Regions from separate parts of the Mus musculus genome. Here regions 2, 3, 4, 5, 6 and 7 are each linked to region 1. A link is a contact called in public HiCAR-type and promoter capture Hi-C data. All regions are on one chromosome and are shown on one strand. Each heading gives the region's core, a stretch centred on a gene start, on an enhancer-like site or on the middle of the called end of the contact. The rest is flanking DNA. Distances are from core to core; before and after follow the strand shown.

Region 1 (2,807 bases), core at 195-2,694:
GTTCTGAAGGATGAGAAAGGTCCAGGCTCAGGAAAGGTCCAGTCCAAACTGCTTTGGCTGGAGAGCAGGAGGAGTGTGGTAGATGAGGGCGTGGCAGGGAAGGCAGGGATCCTGGTGTGTATAAGCTTATCTCTAGACTGTTCTTTTACCTTCTCCAGTCCCCTGTTATCCAAACTCAATGGCTGCTTCGATATCTACGCTTTCAGGAAGTTTCTGCTGATCTGACCCCCTGGGAGAAGCCTTGGGGTCTGCATCACTGAGGAAGTGGTTCTGCACATGAGGTGCATCCCTTTAGCCACACCCCAAACTCCTGCCACCACGTCTATTCTGGTACCTCCCCAGGTAGGCAGGCCCAAAATGTTCAGTCAAGAGCTGCTGCATAGATGAGGAGTGTCCATGTTCCCCAAAGAAGAGTGGGGCTGAAATGTAGACTCAGCGTTCTCAGACCACTTTTGGTCAGGTGTTACTGGGTAAGCTGTTTGCCCTGCGTGAGCCTGTGCCCCTGTTATTAAAATGGCCTCTTGGGACCGGAGAGATGGCTCAGCGGGTAAGAGCACTGACTGCTCTTCCAGAGGTCCTGAGTTCAATTCCCAGCGACCACATGGTGGCACACAACCATCTGTAATGGGGTCCGATGTCCTCTTCTGGTGTGTCTGTCTGGGCTGCAAATGCAGCTTCATTGGTAGCATGCTTGCTTAACAATCATTAACACCCCCCCCTGCCCCCCCCCCGGCCCCGAGGTCAATCCTCAGCACTAAATAAAATAGTCATGGTAGGTAGCACACACATGTAATCCTAGCACCCTGGAAGTAGATAGAAGTAGGAAGATCAATAGTTCAAGGTCATCCTCAGCTACATAGTGAGTGGTCAGCCCAGGCTACGTGCGACCTCTTCCAAAACCAAACAACACCTAAATGAAAGGCCTGTGGCTTCCCCACCAACCCTGCTATTGCTTCTGATCTGACTATCAGTATTATTGCTCTGAGTTTGTCAGGTACTGACAGCGCAAGTCTTCCAGCTTAGTTCTAATCCTTCACGTACCCGTGGTTGGTGCCACTAGACCTAGAGGGGACTTCGCCTCGTTATCAAGGATGATGCCACCAGTATCACCAGTGGCAGCTTGTTTTGTTGGCACTGAGAAAACTGGGTACTTTTGCTCCCCCACTGCCATGCCAGCGTGCACTCTCTGCCTTGCTGTACATTGCTAAGCCCAAGAGAGTGCTCAGGCAAGTTCACTCGCTGGCTGTGTGTAAAGTAGGACAAGGGGCTTAGCCGTGCCTCTGTGACTCTCTCTCTCTCTCTCTTCTCTCGGTTAATGTCTAGGACTCTTCAGTCAGCAGCCTCGGCTCTGAACAAGGCCTGGCCTGTTCTAGGTGATTCCAGCAGCTGTTCCAGCCCTGACCCTCATGTCTGTTTAGGCAGGAGCCCCAGAACAGATGAGACAGGTGGGGCCAGGGTGTCTGGGTAGCACACAGCCTACCACAAGGCAAGGAAGGGAGAAAGAAAAGACAGCTTTGGTTCTGGGGAGAAGGGGGAGGCAGGCCAGGGGAAGGAGGAGACAGAGGAGGAGGAGGGCCTTTGAGTGGAGGCGGAGGGTGAGACAGACCCTGCCCAGAGCTCCAAGAGGCTTCCTGCTGCTCGCCTCTAAACCCCTCCACATTCCTGCAGCCCTTCAGACCGCCAGAACTCTTCTGCCGCCTGCCTGCCTGCCTGCCTGCCTGCCTGCCTGTGCCGAGGTATGCACCTCCCTGTCAGCCCCTGCCCTTCTGTAAGCTTCATCATCTCCTCTCTGCCCCATCCCCATGACCAGTCTCAGGGGGAGGTGAGCTGGAAACCTGTTGCTCACTCACAGGGGAACTTGTTGTCTCTGTAGCACTGCAGAAAATAGCCATGGTTTGCGGGGACCGCTTTCTCTGTGTTCTCTGGTGGCAGAGGCTACTGGTCTGTCCTCTGTCACCCTCGGAGGCAGCTGCCTCCTTTTCTGAGAATCCGATCCTCATTTGCCCATCATGACTGCCAACCCAGAGAAAATCTGGCTGGCAGCCTGTTGGGTCTGGCTTCCTATTCTGGGAGAACAGACATCCAGTTCTGGGTCAGAGCACTGTTGTCCAAATGGGACTTTGCAAGAAGGATAAACAGATCTGTAAACAGCCAAGGCAAGACATTCCCTTTAGTCAGTTCCTCTGGGAAGGCTCTGGTCCCTTCAATCTCTGTCCACCCCCACCCCATCACCCCGTGGCATTTCAGTCAGTCTGAAATGCCATTGTCTCTCCCAGCCTGGGGTTGCCATTGTTCCCAGCCTAATTCTGAGAGGTGGTCATCACTGGCATTAACATTGCTTCTACCGTATCTAGACATCTGAGAAAGCCAACAATTTGATACAATCCAGAGACGACAGGGAGGAGGGTGTGATGGGGAGGAGGGAGACAGAGAGATATAGCTCCAGGACACTTTTCTTGCTACTACTGAATCTATCCAAGACTCAGCCTGTTGAAAGCTTGTCTGCTCCAAGCTGTTCTGTAAACTTCCTGTGACTCCTAGAATGGCTGGAAATAAGCCTCACCTAAGGGGGACAAACAGGTATCAGGCATCTGCCTCAGGGACAGACAGCACACCTGCAGGGAGGGAGTGTCTCCACTGACAACTCTTTTAAGTTTCTAGAACCTTCCTAGTGTAGGGAGTGGAGTGAGATGCGGACCCTACATGAGGTAACAAGCTTTAGGCAATTTGTGGGCGATCTCACATAGCCATCTCCCCTGAGTGTAGCCTTCCTGTCCTAAGGAAGAGGGATAGCTTTTGGGGTACCC
Region 2 (2,807 bases), core at 130-2,629, 2.8 Mb before region 1:
GGGTAAAACCCTGAAAGGAAGGAAGCCCATAAGACAACAGAAACTTGGACCTCTCTGCCGTTCTGGGAGCCACGTCACCACCACCCTTATCCAGACACTACAGAGCTGGCTCGTCTCCCATCCAGATACACCTGCAATCTCTAGGCCTTCAAACTTTCTTCTCCAGTTTGAATCACTGGTGTTTACATTTTACATAGTTAAAGCCAGCGGCACACTGTCACTTCACTGGGCCTTGGTTTTCATGTATGTAAGAAAGAGGAAAGAGGCAATGTCTCTAAGGCCTCTAACATCATTTTATATCATCACTCACAGCAGGGTGACAGAACCATAAGCTGCTCAACTCTGACTTCAATCTTTCAAAGAAGCCATTAGGATAAACTATTAAACAAGATTTTGTGAGCGTGAGGTACCTACTGTCTGCCATCCCTTAGAAACTGCCTTGCATTTCTCAAAACCTCAATACAGATTTGGCAATCAATATGGTGTCTGGTAAATTAAGTATGCCATGAATTAACAGTGACAAAGTTTCATGAATACTTACAGGTTTTATGAATACTCAGGACTGAAATGGGTTTTAAACGGAATCAAACAACTATAATTATATTATGTCAAAATATTGCTCCAAAGAAGCAATTCATTTGCAAGTACTATATATGTAATCGAAACTTCGGATGTACCCTACGGATCCATGCCAGTGCTAACTCAACTGCATAGGGACGCTTGTGTCCTAGCAGGACAGTGCATGGCCTAGGATCCCAGCCTCTGACTGGTAAGCAGAAGCCAGACTGACTTATGGCGAGACTCAAACAAACAAACAAAAGGCTTTCTCGAGAGGCTCCAGAATGTTCTGCAGAGCAAAAGGCTCAAACTCCAGTTGCTGAGAAACAACAGCGAACGAATGTACAATGTCAGGCAAGCCTCGAGTCTCCAAACAGTCCTTGCCCACGGCAAGTGAATAAAGAAATAACCAGGAATGTTTGTTGGTATAGCACACAAAGTCGAAGATTCGAATCGTGCCTACGGAATAGGGAGAGGCTGGTCAGAAAACACCGAGAGGAGCCCCCGGAGGCAACAGTCTCTATGGGGTTCTGGGTCGGGCCGCCCTCCACCTGAGGCCGAAAGTACTGCCTGGCACACAAGTGCACTGTGATCGATGCAGATCAGGCGCAGCCTGCAAGATCTTCGTGGCAGGACTCTTACCGCAGCGTCTGCGTTGCCCAGATCCTCAGGTTAGGTACCCTCAGTGCACCTGCAACGTGAATACGAGCTGTCAACTTCGATTCTCTTTATCTCCTCCTTCCCAAATTCTAAGAAAGACTCAAGCCTTACCCAACTCTCGCAGTAGTGCGGCCGCCATGCTGAGCCCTACGGAAGCCTCCGGGATCAAACGCCGGCTGACTATACGCATGCGCAGTCCGAGGCCGGCTTCCGGGACCGGAAAAGTCAGAGTGCGTTGTCATGGAGACCAGGAATGCGTCGTCCTTGTGAAAAGTCTGGTCAGAGCAGTCTTTCTTTGGAGTGAATGACCTCATAAAGACTGAAAATCAGAAAAACTGTGACCTCACCTCATAACAGCCTGAAAAGGGCAGGAGAACCTTTTAATCCTAAATATTTAAGGCCAAAGATACAAGAAAGACCACTGATCCAAATCATAATGGCCAAGTTAATTAAAGCAAGCAATTAATTAAAGCAAGCTTTTTTTATTTGCATACAGGAACTGCTTCCCCCTAAAGCAACGTTTGAGAAGGCAGCATCGGATATGAGGAAGACAAGGTTTCTATAGCTCAGGGGTTGGGTGTTTCCAAATGGATTTGCTAGGTGGAGGTTACAGGAGCAGAACTAGAACAGGAGCTGACTAATAAGTTAGTCCCATAAACAGAAACAGACTAGCAAATTGGTCATAACCACCTCCTGAAAGAAAGTTATGATCACAAGGTGGTCCTAAGAAGGTAGTCATAAAAACCTTTTTTTTTTTTTTTTTTTTTTGGTTTTTTGAGACAGGGTTTCTCTGTATAGCCCTGGCTGTCCTGGAACTCATTCTGTAGACCAGGCTAGCCTTGAACTCAGAAATCCGCCTGCCTCTGCCTCCCGAGTGCTGGGATTAAAGGTGTGGGCCACCATGACCGGCCATAAAAACCTTTTGAAACAAAGGTAGGATTAACAAGATGGTTTTGAAACAAAGACACAGTTGCCATTTTCTGGAACCCACAGAACCATGTATAGTTAAGATTACAGGTGTGGCATAGCCCAATCAGTGAGAAATGGAGGTTTAATCATAAACAGGAATGAATCTAGTTTGCCTCTACTATAAGATACCTTTTGGGCTGGTGAGATGGCTCAGTGGGTAAGAGCACCCGACTGCTCTTCTGAAGGTTCGAAGTTCAAATCCCAGCAACCACATGGTGGCTTACAACCACCCATGATGAGATCTGACTCCCTCTTCTGGTGTGTCTGAAGACAGCTACAGTGTACTTACATATAATAAATAAATAAATCTTTAAAAAAAAAAAAGATACCTTTTAAGCCTAAAATGGAGGCAGGCTGGTTCATCAAACTCTGTCTTCAGTGGGCCTCAGGGTTCTTGTTAAAAATGACTGTAACATCAGCATGTGGGAGACTGGTGTTAAAGAACCACCATGTTACACAAGCCGGGCTCTGTCTCAGAGAAAAGGAGCCTGGCGTAGCACCACATGATGTAATCCCAGCGTATGAGAGGCTGAAGCAGGAAGATCTCCACCAGTTTGTCGCCCTGGGCTGCAAATTCCAGGCCAATCAGAACTACACAGTGAGACTCTATCTCAAAGGAA
Region 3 (2,807 bases), core at 150-2,649, 2.7 Mb before region 1:
ACACAATAAATAATAACAATAACAATAATAATAGCTTAAAGAAGAATGGGGCTGGAGTGATGGCTTAGCAGTTGAGAGCACTTGCTGCTCTTCCAGAAGACCAGAGTTTGGTTTCCAGCACCCATGTGAATTGGCTCACAAATGCCTGTAACTCCAGCCCCTGAGAATGTTGACGCCTTTTCGGCCTATTTTTTCCACCAACACACTCGTGATATTAATTATAAATTCATACATTAATAAACATTAAACCCTAAAAAAATTATCCTTCAAAATTCTTCAGGAAGGTTCGGAGGTTGAGGCTGCGTTCTCCCTTAAAGATTTATTTTTATGAGTGTGAGGGGGAGAGGGTTGAGTGTATCAACAGCTGTGCGATCTCTCCCTTAAAGGAAAATTTTGATCCCATGCAATGTTTGCCTCACAGGCTGGCTTTAAAACTCGATCCCCAAACCAAGCTACATTTGAAACTACAAAGGGAAAGAAAGGGGTTCTCACACACACACACACACACACACACACACTGCCCTGTGTTCTCACACACACAGACACAAAAACACTGACACACACACACACACACCCTAGGCTGCCAAGCAATCTGTTGTGACCGCTCCTGATTATCCAAACTTGGGAGCAGGGTGTCTGTGCACCCAGGTGGGCTCTGAAGAGCGAGGAGTGCGAACGCACGAAACCACGCTCTCCCTGCTAGCCGTGCAGAACTCAGTTCCACTGAGTGTCTCCTGCTCGTCGTCGGCTTTTGTTTGCGCCAGAGCGTCTGGGAGACAATCAGCTTCACTTCCCTGTTCCAGAAGACTAAACAAAAGGCTTTAGCAGTGCAAGACGGGCGCAGGAGGAAGCAGCGGCCCGTTAGAAGAAATGGCAACAGGTCCCCTCTGGAGCGTTCCAGGCCACAGCCCTGGACTTAGACGGCACCCCATCCAGCTTGCTGGCTCCGCGACGGCGGCCCTGCCACGCAAAGCTGCAGCACCCCAAGAGCCAAGCAGAGCGGCCTCTTGCCTCCCCCACCATTCCTTAGGCCTCCAGGCTGGACTCCGGGGACCGAGAGCCCCGTAGCCTCTGTGCCTCAGTGTTCCCGTGTGTAGGATGGGTCGCCACGGAGGCACTTCCGCCTCCTGCTCCTACCGTAAGCAACCTAACCTGCTTACCCTGGCTGGCGGCCCCGCCGAGTGCGGGCGGCAGCGGCCCTTGACCCCGAGCTCTCCTCCCTCTTGCCCCGGATCCGCTCCAGAAACCCAGCTCGACAGGGAGACGTGAGTCCTGGCGCCCAGAGCGGCCGACGATGGGCACCAAACCAAGAGGTTGCACCACTCTACCCGTCCGCCCTCCCGACTCGCCTACTCTCCGCGTCACTCCAGGCGTGCGCGGTCCCGCCGGTCTCGGCTCCGTCCCCCCGTGCGCGCTCAGATACCTACGCCCCGCCTCCCTGCGCAGGCGCAGAGCGAGAAAGTTGGGTTTGGCGGAGGGCGCGTGCGTAAAACGAGGTTTGCCCTGAGGCCTCAAACGGCGTCTAGCAGTGTAAACTTGGTCCCCGCCTAGGTTCTGGAGTATCATGAGTCGCGCCTCGGGAAAGGACGGGATCTAGAACTGGCCCCACTTCCTAACATCAGAGCATATTACGACTGTTGGTTGTAGGTGATGATGCAGGGCACATGGGGTGTCCTGACCCTCGATTACTGCAACCTGAACCCCTCATTCACTGACCATCTATTCACAGAACCCCTTCTGGATGACCATTAGGTAGGGGTGGGAGAGCGCCACCAAACCGAGTCATGAATGAGGTCAGCTGAGCACTGCCTCCCAGAACCTGGACGGCCTAAGCAGCGCTGCTCCGGGGCCTGTGCTGTCCGCTGTGTCCCTGGTATCACTGTGGGTCAGTGCAGAGAGAGAGGGGCCAGTCAGGGAGAGTAGGGGGTTCGCTGGTAGCGAGGCCATGCTGGGATGTATCGCCACCTCGTGCTTTCCCACGGGGCAAGAAGACTAAGACCTCCGAAGAGCGCCTCCCCTCCCCTGGTGCTTCCTCTCCTAGGGGCCGTAGGTAAGCATACAGCAGGTGTCCCCCTTCTGACATCCCGTCTCCCAGTCACTTTGCCCTTTTCATTTTAAACTTTTATTCCAGAAGAAATCCCCAAAATAGGACTTACTGACTAAATGAGAGCTAGCCTTTCAAACTGTGAAATCGCACAGCCAGCTTCTGGGGTAACGATGTCAGGGACAGTTTCTGAAGCCCAGCCTTTGTTGTTTCTCTCCAGGATCTGTAAATAGAGACACAAGACTGTGATGAGGATGAAACCCTAGACCAAGCCACAACCGTCACCACAAAGAACCAGGCCTGGGCAGTCAGTAACTGTAGCTGCGGTGGATTCCCTGCAACAATGTTGATGGGACTAGCTGCAGGGCTGGCCTCTTTTGAGGTGTTCGGGTTGTCTAGGCTAGGTAGACACTGCCTTCCCTCAGTCTGTTCAGTGCATGTCCTTGCTCTGTTCTGTGATTCGATTCAGGAGAGGGTGGACCTAGCATGTGCTAGTCATGTGAGGAGCAGCCGTTGAGTCCTTCAGGAGAGGGTGGACCTAGCATGTGCTAGTCATGTGAGAAGCATGGAATTTGGGGGGAGGGGGGGTTCTTGCCACCAATAGGCCTGGTGTGCTCTGAAAGAGTTGAACAGGAAACACCTGGCTTCCCCCCCACACACACCCTTCACCTAGAGCTTCTCACAGACACTAATTGTATTTCTGGAGGGACTGGAGGGGAGTGTCTACACTTTAAACAATGGCTTTCAAACTGCAAACAAGAGA
Region 4 (2,807 bases), core at 84-2,583, 2.6 Mb before region 1:
AACACCCCCAACCCCATGTGCCCTCTTCCTTATGAAGCAACCCTAAGAGAAATCGAAAGGGCAACCAACGTGCTGGTTTCCCCCAGGGCTAGGCCTACACTTTCCAGCACTCTGGAACCTGAAAGCGGCTAGCTCCGACTTCCTCGGTGCCCAGCTTAGGTTAGGCAACCACACCTAAGCTCCATAGCAAGTTTTTGGTTTTGGTTTTTTTTTTTTTTTTCATTTTTTAAAGTTAAAAGTACCAGGACTCCGACGATCAAACTCAAGGGCCATGCTCACTATCAAACACCCAGGAGTACCCAAGCGGAGGCTGTGCCCGAGTGGTGCGCCACTAGATGCCCACGCCGATCGCGCCCGGCTAGGATTCCCGAGCCACCTCCCACCCGGACTCAGCGGGGGAGGGGAGCCCCGCGCGCAGCTCCGGCCGGCGAGCGCTGCGAACAGTCCTGGCACGGCGCATGGCGCCCAACTGTCACCCGCCCGCCCCGCACCGGCGCGGCCACTCCCTCGCCGCCACACACGCCCCTCGCGTCGCCGCGGGCCGCAACCGGCTCCCGGGCACGCAGGGGCCCGCGCTCCCCACGCTTCACCCGGCTCCCCGAAGCGCAAAGTTGCAAAGTTCAAAGCCAGGCCCAGCTCGGAGCCATGACACATGTTCTCTGAACACGCACTCTCGAGGCGCCGAGACGCATAGGGAGCACAGGGCACACGAGCGGCCCCGCCCGGCCCAGTCCGCCAAGCTAGGCCCGAGGCATGCCGTTGCCACCAACCGCTGCGGCCCCGGTAGCCCCGCTCCGAGGGAAACGCCCGCGTCACTGCGCGGGCCAGTGCCGCGCCGCGCAGACCCACCTGGAGGCGGCTGTCCGTTCACCGCGGCCGGCGGCGGCGCGTGCTTCGTCCACGGGTTCACCTTGGGCGGCGGTGCCTCCACGAAGTCACGCCGGCCGCCGTCCTCGCCGTCGCTCCCCGCTGGGGCTTCCGCAGCTGCGGGTGGCCGCGGGCTCTCGCGCTCCGCGCCGTCGCGGCCAGGCCTGGCGCAGGCGGGCCGCGGCCTGCGGACGCCGCCGTCGGGCTCTCCGCCGCCGTCACCCGGGCCCGACTCGGCCTGGGCGTCGGGCGCCGGCTTCTTCCTCGCCAGGCCGTGCTCCTCGGCCTGCAGCAGCGGGGCGCCCGCCGGCAGCAGCGGCTCCACTTGAGTGGCCATCTGCGCGGAGGGGCCGGGCGCGCCGCGGGCCCCGCTCGAGGCCGCTGGCGGGGCGCCGGAGCCCGGGCCGCGCGGACGCGGAGCGGCGCGGACGGGCTGACGCTGAGTGGCGCGCCGGGCAGAAGGCTCCGGCGCGCCTAGCCGGCCTGGCGGACCTCGGTCCGCCGCCTGCGTCCCCCCGCCCCCGGCCCGGGGCGGCTCGGGGGGCTGCAGTGGTGCGGACGGCCAGGGGGGGAGCGGCGCGGAGAGCCGAGCCAGACCACGCGATCCGCGGCGGGCGGCGGGCGGGCGCGCGCCTCGCGACGCGGCGCGCGAGGGGCGGGGACGGCGCGGCGACGGGCGCGCGCGCGCAGGGCGGAAGGTCCCGCCCCGGCCCCGCCCCCTGGAGACCATTCCTGTGGCGCGGCAAGTGGACGGGGGCGAGCACGTGCCTGATGCAACTTCGGAGGGCGGGGGTGGGGGAGGAGCCTTAAAGGGCCAGCGCCCCAGAACGGTCGCAGGTGGAGCACATGGGACCTGGCCACGCGGCCGGCCCGGCCTGCTAACGCTGGTGACAAGTGTTTCTCGGGGCTCCGCGTTGGGGTCTTTTACTATGTCAGCCCAGACTTGGCTAGTGATGCAGAGGGGTTCTTTGGCCGCCCCCTGTGCGTGGCTTCTGGCCCCACTCCGATGACCTTGGCCCAGCTGCAGCCTGGCCAGAGCACTGGTAATGGGTCCAAGGGAGTTCTTTCCCCACAGGGGCAGCGAGCGCCTCGGAAAGAGAACAGAATTCCCAGTAGTACCCACGCTATGCAGGCCCTCGAAACCCAGTGTTTTATAGGCAGGAAATGGCTTTTCTTTCAAGTCGCTTGTGTTTTTTCTATAGAATTGTTTAGGGTAGAGTTGAACTGACACTTAATTGAGGGACTCAGAAAGCTCTGAGATTTGTATCTTAACCCTGACCCCATTGCAGTTAGTTAGGGGTTATCAGCAGTAGTCAGGTCCACTTCCTGGGTCTCGATTTCTCTATTGTAAAATGAAGGAACCATTTATGCCAGGTGGTTTCAAATTTCTCTGTCATTTGGTTCAATAAATGTTTACTGACTTTATGCTCTGGGGGCCTGCAAAGTTCTTAGAAAGGTCTGCCAATAAACCAGGCTAACAAGCACCTGTCCTCCCGGAATTTACACTGTAAGGTGGGGGAAGGCACAGTAAACAGGAGAAACAAATACTTCATTACAGCGCAGTAGTCACTGTGCTGTAATGAAGTAGACAAGATTGGCTTTTTGTTTGTTTTGGGTTGTTTTTTCCGTTTGGTTTGTTTGGGTATTTTTTTGTTTTTCAAGCAGAGTTTTTGGTTGGTTGGTTGGTTGATTGGTTGGTTGGTTGGTTGGTTTGGTTTGGTTTGGTTTCTGTCTAGTTCTGGGCTCTGATTATCCTAGAACTCTCTCTTTCTGTAGACCAGGCAACCAGGCTTACTTCGGACACACAGAGACCCACCTGTCTCTGCCTCCCTAGTGCTGGGATTAGAGGGTTACAACATCATGAATTTAACTGAGATTGGCTTCTTTAATTGCTGAGAGAAGGTTTCCTTGAACTCAGATCCCAAAATACTGGAAATAAG
Region 5 (2,807 bases), core at 209-2,708, 2.4 Mb before region 1:
ACAGACACGCAGAAATCACAATTCGCACACATTCCTAGGATTTCACACACAGGGACTGTCATCTGTTGAGCCCACGACCTACTCCACATTCGTTTTCACTTACCCACTTGCTACTGGGCCTCACATCCCGTCTGCGCACGGTGGCCTCTCTCCCACTGTCCCTGCCTGGTAATTGTCTTACACAAGCTGGGCCTCAGCGAGCAACTTTCGAGTGGCTGGATCAGAAGCGAATTAAAAAGAATTTGACATCATCTCATTTCCCCCCTTAACTGACATTTGATAGGCACAAGCCCACCTAGGGAAGGAGCGAGACCAGAAATGTTGGTGAGGATGGAGGGGGTCCTAGGGACAGGGACCTTAATGAAAAGATGAAGAAGACCCAGAGTTTCAAGCTTAAAAGCCTGGTCTCCCACGTTCTTATCAACTCTTGGAAAGCCATCTCTTTGTGGAATCCCACCTTGGAGAATCTAGGCTGATGGGGAGCAACACAAGGTTGCACAGATATTCCCTGCCTCAGCAGAGTGAGTGTGAAGCGCCTAGGCTGTTTCTCCGTGGATATCAGGGGTGGGGGTGGGCTGGTTTCTTCCAGTGTGAGCCTCAGTGGAAGTATCTTTATAGGATCAAAGATTTTCATGCAGGTGGCGAGCCAGATGGAGTGAGCAGCCCAGCAGTCGCCGGCTCCTTAGCCCTACGTGCGAATCTTCCGAAGACACCGGGGAGTCCTGCCACAGAGATGCCTTGGGGCCAAGGCGCCGCCAGGCTGCCTCGCCACCAGCTCAGCCTGCCGGCGTTTACACCGAACCAGGCGCCTGAGAGGCTAGAGGAGCAGAGATCAGCCACCGTCTCCACCCCCAACCCCCAAGCCCGGAACAAACTGGTCAGTGCCCAAGAGCTGGAAGCCCCGCTCCCTTTCCCTCCCACTTCCACCTCGGCCTCTGAAGGCTCTTCTGGAAGTCCGCAGCTGGGCGAGAACTGGATCTCAGGAGACCACCTTGTTGGGCAGCAGCTCCAGGTCCTGCCTGAAGCAGGGGACCTAAAGGTGGGGCTATAGGTGTTAGGGCCTAGCCTACTTCCCTGCTGGGCCCAATGGCCTTCAGGCTCCCACGATGAGCAGTTCGGGTTCAGGAATGCTGCATATCCTATTCTGAATTTCAGGCCTAAAAACAACAATTTGTTCTGGTCCTCAGTTTCCCTATCTGTGAAATCAAGTGTGTGTGTGTGTGTGTGTGTGTGTGTGTGTGTGTGTGTGTGTGTGTGTGTGTGTGTTGATGAGGCTCTGTCTGTTTTCAAGGGATAATTCTAGAATCCTTTCCTTGGATCCATGAAGAAAGGGTGGTAGGTTCAGTACAGGGAGTGAGCAGGCCTGGCCTCAAGTTCGTAGCCCCCGCCCTTCCAGGAGGGGAACTGGGAGAGGGGAGGGACATAGGCGGGGCGGGTTTTCAGTCCCTGTGGTCAGCTTAGAATTGTGTGGCGCTTGCTGAGCATAAAACTTGGGACCGCCACCCCCTTCCCTCCTCCTGCCATTGGCTCCGGCTAGAGGTTGACATCAAAGCCGAGGCCTTATATAAGCAGGATCCTGGTGGCAAGTCCGCAGAAGGGTTAAACCCGGTCTTTGGACGTCTGAACCCTTCTCCCTCGTTGCCTACAGAAACCTTCAAGAGGTCGGCAGGTCCTTCGTGTCATCTCCAGCCTTGCTCGCTCAGGACTCTCCAAACCCCAGCCAGTTCGCTGCCTCTGGAGCCCACGGTGACCCCCTTCTGTGGGGCGCATGGGGCGGTGCTAATTGGGCTGACAGCACAGGCCAGGAGCCTCTCCAACATGAACCTCGTGGGCAGCTACGCACATCATCACCATCATCACCACTCACACCCGCCGCACCCCATGCTCCACGAACCCTTCCTGTTTGGCCCGGCCTCGCGTTGCCACCAGGAGCGGCCTTACTTCCAGAGCTGGCTGCTGAGCCCGGCTGATGCTGCCCCAGATTTCCCTGCCGGCGGGCCACCACCTACCACCGCAGTAGCAGCGGCTGCCTATGGTCCCGATGCCAGGCCGAGTCAGAGCCCAGGTCGGCTGGAGGCTCTTGGAAGCCGCCTGCCCAAACGAAAAGGCTCAGGACCCAAGAAGGAGAGGAGACGCACAGAGAGCATTAACAGCGCGTTCGCGGAGCTGCGTGAGTGCATCCCCAATGTGCCCGCCGACACCAAGCTCTCCAAGATCAAGACTCTGCGCCTGGCTACCAGTTACATCGCCTACTTGATGGACGTGCTGGCCAAGGATGCACAAGCAGGTGACCCCGAGGCCTTCAAGGCTGAACTCAAAAAGACGGATGGTGGTCGCGAAAGCAAGCGGAAAAGGGAGTTGGTGAGTCCCGGGGCTTATAAGTTCCAGCTAAGGGTGCGGGCTGGGGTAAGTAAGAACAGGCCTGCAAACACTGAGCTGTGTTCTGGGTGGGACTCTGAAAGACTAGGGAGAGTTCTGAGGTCGACACAGTCTGCCATTGTGTGCACAGTCATTGCTGAGTGAACATAGAATTTTGCTTTTTAAAAGTGATCGTAGGGCCTTACAAGATGAATTGAAAACCTTGGGCTTCCAAGAAGGGGCTATATTCTATATTATAGTTTGTTTTAAATCTGAAGGTGTTTTGAGTCTTCCCTGGGCCCTTCTGGAAGCCAGGTTGAGAATGAAAGTAGGAAATGACTTAAATACTGCACTGACGTGTGATGTTCTCCCAAAACAGTTTTTAAAGCAACAAAACAAAACAAAAAACCCAAACACAAAAACCCAATACAAGTCGAGGCTTCATTCTT
Region 6 (2,807 bases), core at 208-2,707, 2.4 Mb before region 1:
ACAGTAATCATTCAAACTCCTGAATATGAGAAGTTCCTTAACTCAGTCTCAATTCCTAACCTGGAAGCTGCCACTCAGGGCTTGCAGCAACAGATGTCAAACTGAAAAGTTCTTAACCGGTTGGCAGTAGGCACATCTTGAGGACCAGAGTAGGTGAAATCACTCAGGAAGTTTCTTATAATTAGCCACAAGGCATAGGGCAATCTCATTCCATTTTAAATTTGCACCTCTCCACCTCCAACGGCATTACCAAAGATGCTAATCCCCGCAAGAAAGCTGATTCCCCGCCCCCTTCAATCACATCCACAGCAAATCATTTAAGACCCGGCCTTGGCCTTATTTCTGCCACATCTCAGAAAAACTCATTCGCTGCCAGCGAAGCGGGCTCTGTGTTGCGCTGCAGAGACCGGAGGCCGCGGCAGACAGGAAAGTCGCGGCCACCTTGCTAGTGTCTGAAAGAGCGACAAGGTCCCTGGAGGGAGGACGAAGTTGGAGAAGATCCTCCCGGTTCCCTTGTCACCTCTTTTGCCCAATTCTTGCAAAAGTAACCCACCTCTCTCTGCTCTGCTATTCGGCGCAACAGTGACAGCTGGAAACTGCTGTCGCTTTCCCAGGCAGGGAGAGTGTGCCAAGCCCTCCCTGGTTTCCCAGCCCACCCTCGGGGACGCGGGCAGCGTCGCGGAGCACCGAGCGGCCTCCAAGAACCTGAGTCCCCTGTTTTGCACAGACTGCGCGGCGAGGCCCACCGCGCGGAGCGTCCCCGGGGTCCCTTCCCGCGGCCCTGCGCTATGCCCCGAGACTCACGCTCTTGTCTATGTCCAGCTTGAGTTTCTTCTGCGAGATGCTTTTCTGCACCCTCTTGCTGAAGGAGGCGTTGCCCGCGGGCCGGACGCAGCGCTCGCCGTCCGCGATGAGGCAGCAGCTCTGGCCGTAGCCCGGGGCGGCGGCGGGGGCGGCAGGGGGCCCTTCGCGGCTGTCCTCCTCTGTGCTGAAGCCGTTCATCTCCCCGCCCCGGCCCGGCCCCTCCGGGGGAGGACCCCTGTAGGCCACTCCGCGGCTGCTAGCCCCGCGGGGCAGCTCTTCGCCAGCCCCGCGCCCGGGTCCCACGGTGCGCCCTGGGTCAGGCGCGCTCCGAGCTCCGCGAGGCCCGGCTGCTCTGTGCTCCTGCAGCCCGGGCCCCGGCGGGGATGCACACGCCGAGGCTCCGGCCGGGGCTCACGAGGCTTCCCCCGGGATCCGGGCCCGGCCGCCCTGGGGCTCCCGAGGCCCCCGCCGGCTCCCGCCTGCTCCGCGCCGCGCGGCAAAGTCTCCACCCCGTGGCTCCCCGCGCGGGGGCCCGGCCTCGAACCTGCCGTGTCCGGGCCCCGCGGTGTGCTCGGGCCGCCCCAGCGCCTGGCCGCTCGGCGGCGCCCCGAGTCCCCGCGGCAGCCCCTGGGCCGCCCCGGCCGCCGCCCGCCCGACGCGCCGCACCACAACAGTGCGCTCCCCCGCCCGCCGCGGCACAGCGGAAGTCCCGCCTCTGTGCGCTCAATGGTCGTATTCTTTATGTAGGCGGGGCCCACGTCGCCGCTGGCAGTTCCCATTGGGCGCCATCGCTGCCGGTCTCCGGTGCCAGGCTACTTCCTGGACTCTGCTGGGATGGGTTCAAAGTAGAGAAAGTGCAAGAGGGAAGAGTTACCCGGGCTAGAGAGGACAGCGGGCCGCAGGTTTAGTCCTGGTTGTGGAGTGGGATGCTGAGATGGGTCTGGAGGGATGCAGGATGTTCTAGGCCGTTAGGATGGTAAATAGGGACCTCGCTCCGCGAGGGATGCTGAACGGGGTCTGGAAGAATGCAAGATGTCCTGGTCCGGGCCAGGAATGGTGAGCGAGGTCCTCTGGCTCTGGGGCGAGATGCTGTGTTAGGTCAGGAGGGACGCGGGGCCTCCACCTCAGGGAGTGGTGCTGAGCGGGATATGGAGGGTCGCAGGGTCTCCATTCCGGGATGGGATGTTGAGCAGGTTCCCAATCCCAGCGCGGGATCCTGAGCAGAGGTCCGGCTCCATAGTGGGGTTGTGAGCAAGCCGGTTATGGAACGAAATGCTAAGCCGGATCTGACAGGCCGCAAGGTCTCCTATGTTGAGTGGGGTCTGCGGGAAGCAGGGACAGACTTGCAGCAGAGATCACGTTCGCAGTGGACTGAAGCATCGACGTGCGGAGGAAAACTGAGGGACAAGGGAAGGGTATGGGAAGGAGACCTTAGGGAGAAAGTGCTGCCAGGAGAACAGACTGGGCAAAACGGAAAAGCCTGGGCTGGAGGATCTACGCGGCAGCGGGAGACAGGGTGCATGGTGTGGGACATGAAGCTAACGAGGAAGTGCATATGCGCGTAAAGAGGCACTGAGAGACAGGAGAGGTCGGACAGGTGAACTAGAAATCTTTGAGTACAGCGGGCACCAAGGAAGAAGGGACTTAAGGAGGAGAGCCCAGCGTCAGAGCAACCCTGGCCTGGGTTGATCTTCAGGGTGGACTTTGTGGGCTGAGGCAAAGGTGAAAAGCCCTTAGGCCACCAACGGAGGACTCACCTTCAGACTTGTTAGAGACTGATTTGTAGTTTTATTGCTTCAAGCTAACTCAGACCAACCCGGGAGGAGGCCACCGCACCCTGCCAAGACCAGGGTGTCACCTCGTCCTTGATGCAAGGACACAGGGAATTTTCTGAGGGTCGGGTCCTACAGTCAGTAGTGTTGTGGGGGAGAGGTATGGTTATGGGATGGGTGTCCGGAAAGCTCTTAAATTCTCTCCAGAGGTCTAAAAGTGCGTTTGTACAG
Region 7 (2,807 bases), core at 137-2,636, 2.1 Mb before region 1:
TTTAGTGACTTACCATTTTAAAGCTACTTCTTTTTTTGAGAGTAGTTTTGATTTCTTAAATGGAATGTACTGGCAGTAGTAATCTATTTAAACAAAACTCTTCAAAATTCTTGGTAAGTTTAAGTGCAATGGACTCTAAGACCAAAATTTTTCAGAATTGTCACTATAATACTAATGGCAACATGTAAAAGACAAGACAGTTACTAGTGGCCCAAGATACATTCCTATACATTTTTCCTTTACAAAAGAAAACCAGAAGAAATCTTTTTTCTGGTTTATTTGTTGGACCAGACGTTTTTGTTTGTGACAGGATGTGGTTACTTAGCTCTGGCTGGCCTAGAGTTCACAATGTAGCCAAGGCTAGCCTTGAACTTGCAAATCTTCAAAGGAACAGGCATTTAGTAAGGTCGTAGAGAATATCAGCATACGGAAATGTAAAGAATTACTATTGAAAGTAAAGTCAAACATTTGAAGGGTTTTAGGAAGTGGCAGTTACATCTGAACACTGATGTAAGGGATTGAACAGAGGAGGGGAATCTGTTCCTTTTTTTTTTTTTTTTTTTTTTTTTTTTTTTTTGTGCTCAGGATCAAACCCAGGGTCTTGCACATGACAGGCAAACGCACTCCCACTTAGCTATACACCAACACAACACAACAGCGAGACACTCGAAAGCAAGTCTTTAGGGTTTCAGGTGCCCCCCCCACCCCATATTTTAACACAATTTTGCTTAATGTCTTCTTGGATAAACTGCCCAGGGACAAATGAAGCGATGCACTGCACATCTAAAATTACAAATCAAAAGCATATCACTCTCCTGCTTAGAAACTATCAATTACTTCCCATCGAGTTCCAAATTTTAAGTCAAACGCCTGGTCACCGACCTCACAAAGACCCAGTGCCCAAGTTCTCCGCCCCCCCCCCCCCCCCCCGTCTCCCTTTACTATTTATTCAAAACCTCTACTCCTCCTCCCTACAGGCAGGCTTCCCCCTTCTCACTTCCTCACTCAGTTCCGTTCCATCACCGCATTTAAACTTGGACGAAAGCACTTAACTACCCCCTCAGATTCCGTTGTTTTGATGGTGGTGGTCTCCCTTCCTCACCACCTTTGCAGTGAGCTGAGAGCAGGGCCCGCCCTGAATTCCCAGTTTGTGTCCCGGATCGTCGCTGGCCCTCGAGTATTCTGGAAATACCTCATGGCGGAACCCCGACACCCACACCCAGCCTTCACGGAGGGCGGACATCCTGGCATCCCCCGTGTCCAGCTTCAAGCATCCTTTACCTCTCAGGAAGCCACCGGAGCAGCGGATTCACTCACCTCTCTGCAGTCAGCGCCTTCCGCCCTAGAGGATGCTTGACCCGGAAGTACTCCTCGACGGCGACCCCGCCTCCGCGCTGAGGTCAGGAGTACTTCCGCGACGGTCGGGTCGGATCGGCGAGCGAGCGGCGGTGGCCGCGGTGAGGGGCGGTGTCGGGGTTGTGGGGCTTCCGGGTGAGGGCGGCGAAGGCTGGGGGGTCTCGGGGTCACGGGTTGAGGGGCTGCAACGCTTCCAGCCATGTTTGGTGGGCTTGCCGGCCGAAGGGCTGGAGAGCTTGTTTACCTGAGGCCTGGGGGTGGGACCTGCGTGCGGACGTGCGGAGACGAGAGACCCGCCACGTTAGCTGGGGAGTCGCCGCAGCCTGCAGCTGGGGCTCCCTGTCGCACGGACCGGCGGCAGCGCTGACCCCAGGCTCGGCTTCCAGCTAGTCAGCCACGCCAGCCACGCCGCCTCCGGGTAAAGGCGATGGTCACGCGTGTGCTCTGGGCATATTTGTGTCTCGACTGTGAGGCGCCTTGTTTGACTTCTCCAGTCACCTGGATTGTTCTCCTCCAATCAGGAAAAACCATACCCGGAAAACATTAAATAGTACAATTCCGTATGTCTGGTATGTGTTTAATCTTACTTATAGGAACGGTGGAGAGGGACATCACCACTCACGAATCTTGTCTCCTGACTCAGCCTAAACTCTTGGCACGTCCTCGATGCTTATTAAAATCTCTATTGTGCAAGTGAAATAATAGGGACAGCTGGAGTTTACTAATCGGAATGTTCTAGTTTCATAAAATTTAAATGAACGTATGCAATATGTGCGTTCTATTTGCTTACATAGAGCAAATCGAGAGACTATATATTATATGTTGTAACTCGGAGAAAGAAGAAAAAGGTAGCTCTAAAACAGTGTCTATACAGCTGCAAGAACACCTTCTGAACTTTGGGCAAGCATGTCGGTGTCTTTTTGTTAGATCAGCCTTTGGACTGACAGGGGCAGAAATTGCCTTACATATCTTCTCTGTCTCCAGAACTGGGTCCATATGCAAAAGGTTCTTGCCATGAATAAGTTAAACGAGTTATTTTTCTATTTTTCTGAGTTAGTTTGCATGGCAATTGGTACTTGTGTATGGAATTTTTTTTTTCTATGAGTTTTTGGGACAGTTTAATATATGCATATCGTGTACCCATAGAGTCTAGGCAACACCTTTTTTTTTTTTTTTTTTCACGTGGAAGAGGTTTTATTGGGAGGGAGAGACAAGATGGCAGCAGAAAAAGAAGAGGAGAGGAGGGAGAACACTAGGCAGCATATTCTTGGTCTACCTTTCTAGCCTGTCACCCTTGCTTCTTCCCTAATAGAGACATGACTCTAGGGGATTATATCATGGCTCCCTGACCTTTCTTCTGTGCTGTCTCCATACCCTTTGTTTGTTTACCTTCCTGTTGCTGTGATAAGATACCCAGACAGAAACAAGGAAGGCGATCTTATTCTGAGTCA

What was found. Promoter capture Hi-C pulls out the DNA fragments that hold promoters and counts their contacts. HiCAR-type assays count read pairs that join an accessible place to other places.
Region 2: a promoter capture Hi-C map of stem cell-derived epiblast-like cells shows a contact between it and region 1, with 8 times the contacts expected there. The contact joins the promoter of Mrpl22 here to the promoter of Sparc in region 1. A contact is called at or near these places in 8 of 39 promoter capture datasets (3T3-L1-derived adipocytes, the SN4741 cell line, cranial neural crest and 4 more) and 1 of 484 Hi-C or Micro-C datasets (embryonic stem cells).
Region 3: a contact with region 1 is called in a HiCAR-type map of astrocytes, with 9 times the contacts expected there. The contact joins the promoter of Cnot8 here to the promoter of Sparc in region 1. A contact is called at or near these places in 2 of 39 promoter capture datasets (the 3T3-L1 cell line and embryonic stem cells), 1 of 484 Hi-C or Micro-C datasets (uterus) and 2 of 115 datasets of contacts at active chromatin or transcription factors (astrocytes and extraembryonic endoderm stem cells).
Region 4: a promoter capture Hi-C map of embryonic stem cells shows a contact between it and region 1, with 5 times the contacts expected there. The contact joins the promoter of Larp1 here to the promoter of Sparc in region 1. A contact is called at or near these places in 3 of 39 promoter capture datasets (the 3T3-L1 cell line, cranial neural crest and embryonic stem cells) and 3 of 115 datasets of contacts at active chromatin or transcription factors (astrocytes, embryonic stem cells and extraembryonic endoderm stem cells).
Region 5: a contact with region 1 is called in a promoter capture Hi-C map of stem cell-derived epiblast-like cells, with 6 times the contacts expected there. The contact joins the promoter of Hand1 here to the promoter of Sparc in region 1. A contact is called at or near these places in 9 of 39 promoter capture datasets (the 3T3-L1 cell line, embryonic stem cells, hippocampal neurons and 3 more), 3 of 115 datasets of contacts at active chromatin or transcription factors (embryonic forebrain, embryonic stem cells and epiblast stem cells) and 1 of 9 other capture datasets (embryonic stem cells).
Region 6: a contact with region 1 is called in a promoter capture Hi-C map of stem cell-derived epiblast-like cells, with 10 times the contacts expected there. The contact joins the promoter of Sap30l here to the promoter of Sparc in region 1. A contact is called at or near these places in 4 of 39 promoter capture datasets (hippocampal neurons, liver and stem cell-derived epiblast-like cells), 5 of 115 datasets of contacts at active chromatin or transcription factors (embryonic forebrain, embryonic stem cells and forebrain) and 1 of 9 other capture datasets (embryonic stem cells).
Region 7: a contact with region 1 is called in a promoter capture Hi-C map of liver, with 14 times the contacts expected there. The contact joins the promoter of Fam114a2 here to the promoter of Sparc in region 1. A contact is called at or near these places in 5 of 39 promoter capture datasets (the 3T3-L1 cell line, cranial neural crest, hippocampal neurons and 1 more) and 2 of 115 datasets of contacts at active chromatin or transcription factors (embryonic stem cells and extraembryonic endoderm stem cells).

The regions. Positions count from the first base shown.
Region 1 is chr11:55,418,717-55,421,523 of GRCm38.p6, reverse strand. Sparc (secreted acidic cysteine rich glycoprotein) reads left to right here and starts at 1,444. Exons shown (of 10, transcript NM_009242.5): 1 at 1,444-1,736.
Region 2 is chr11:58,170,236-58,173,042 of GRCm38.p6, reverse strand. Mrpl22 (mitochondrial ribosomal protein L22) reads right to left here and starts at 1,379. Exons shown (of 7, transcript NM_175001.5): 1 at 1,330-1,379; 2 at 1,201-1,249; 3 at 1-10. The coding sequence starts at 1,357.
Region 3 is chr11:58,102,562-58,105,368 of GRCm38.p6, reverse strand. Cnot8 (CCR4-NOT transcription complex, subunit 8) reads right to left here and starts at 1,399. Exons shown (of 7, transcript NM_026949.5): 1 at 1,161-1,399.
Region 4 is chr11:58,007,590-58,010,396 of GRCm38.p6, reverse strand. Larp1 (La ribonucleoprotein domain family, member 1) reads right to left here and starts at 1,333. Exons shown (of 19, transcript NM_028451.1): 1 at 850-1,333. The coding sequence starts at 1,204.
Region 5 is chr11:57,830,798-57,833,604 of GRCm38.p6, reverse strand. It overlaps Hand1 (heart and neural crest derivatives expressed 1), which reads left to right and starts at 1,458. Exons shown (of 2, transcript NM_008213.2): 1 at 1,458-2,361. The coding sequence starts at 1,819. It overlaps Gm32915 (a long non-coding RNA gene), which reads right to left and starts at 1,497. Exons shown (of 3, transcript XR_003949681.1): 1 at 104-1,497.
Region 6 is chr11:57,800,287-57,803,093 of GRCm38.p6, reverse strand. It overlaps Sap30l (SAP30-like), which reads right to left and starts at 1,457. Exons shown (of 4, transcript NM_001081168.1): 1 at 805-1,457. The coding sequence starts at 1,002. It overlaps 2010001A14Rik (RIKEN cDNA 2010001A14 gene), which reads left to right and starts at 1,627. Exons shown (of 4, transcript NR_131042.1): 1 at 1,627-1,860.
Region 7 is chr11:57,517,223-57,520,029 of GRCm38.p6, reverse strand. It overlaps Fam114a2 (family with sequence similarity 114, member A2), which reads left to right and starts at 1,386. Exons shown (of 14, transcript NM_026342.3): 1 at 1,386-1,457. Mfap3 (microfibrillar-associated protein 3) reads right to left here and starts at 1,365. Exons shown (of 3, transcript NM_180599.1): 1 at 1,318-1,365.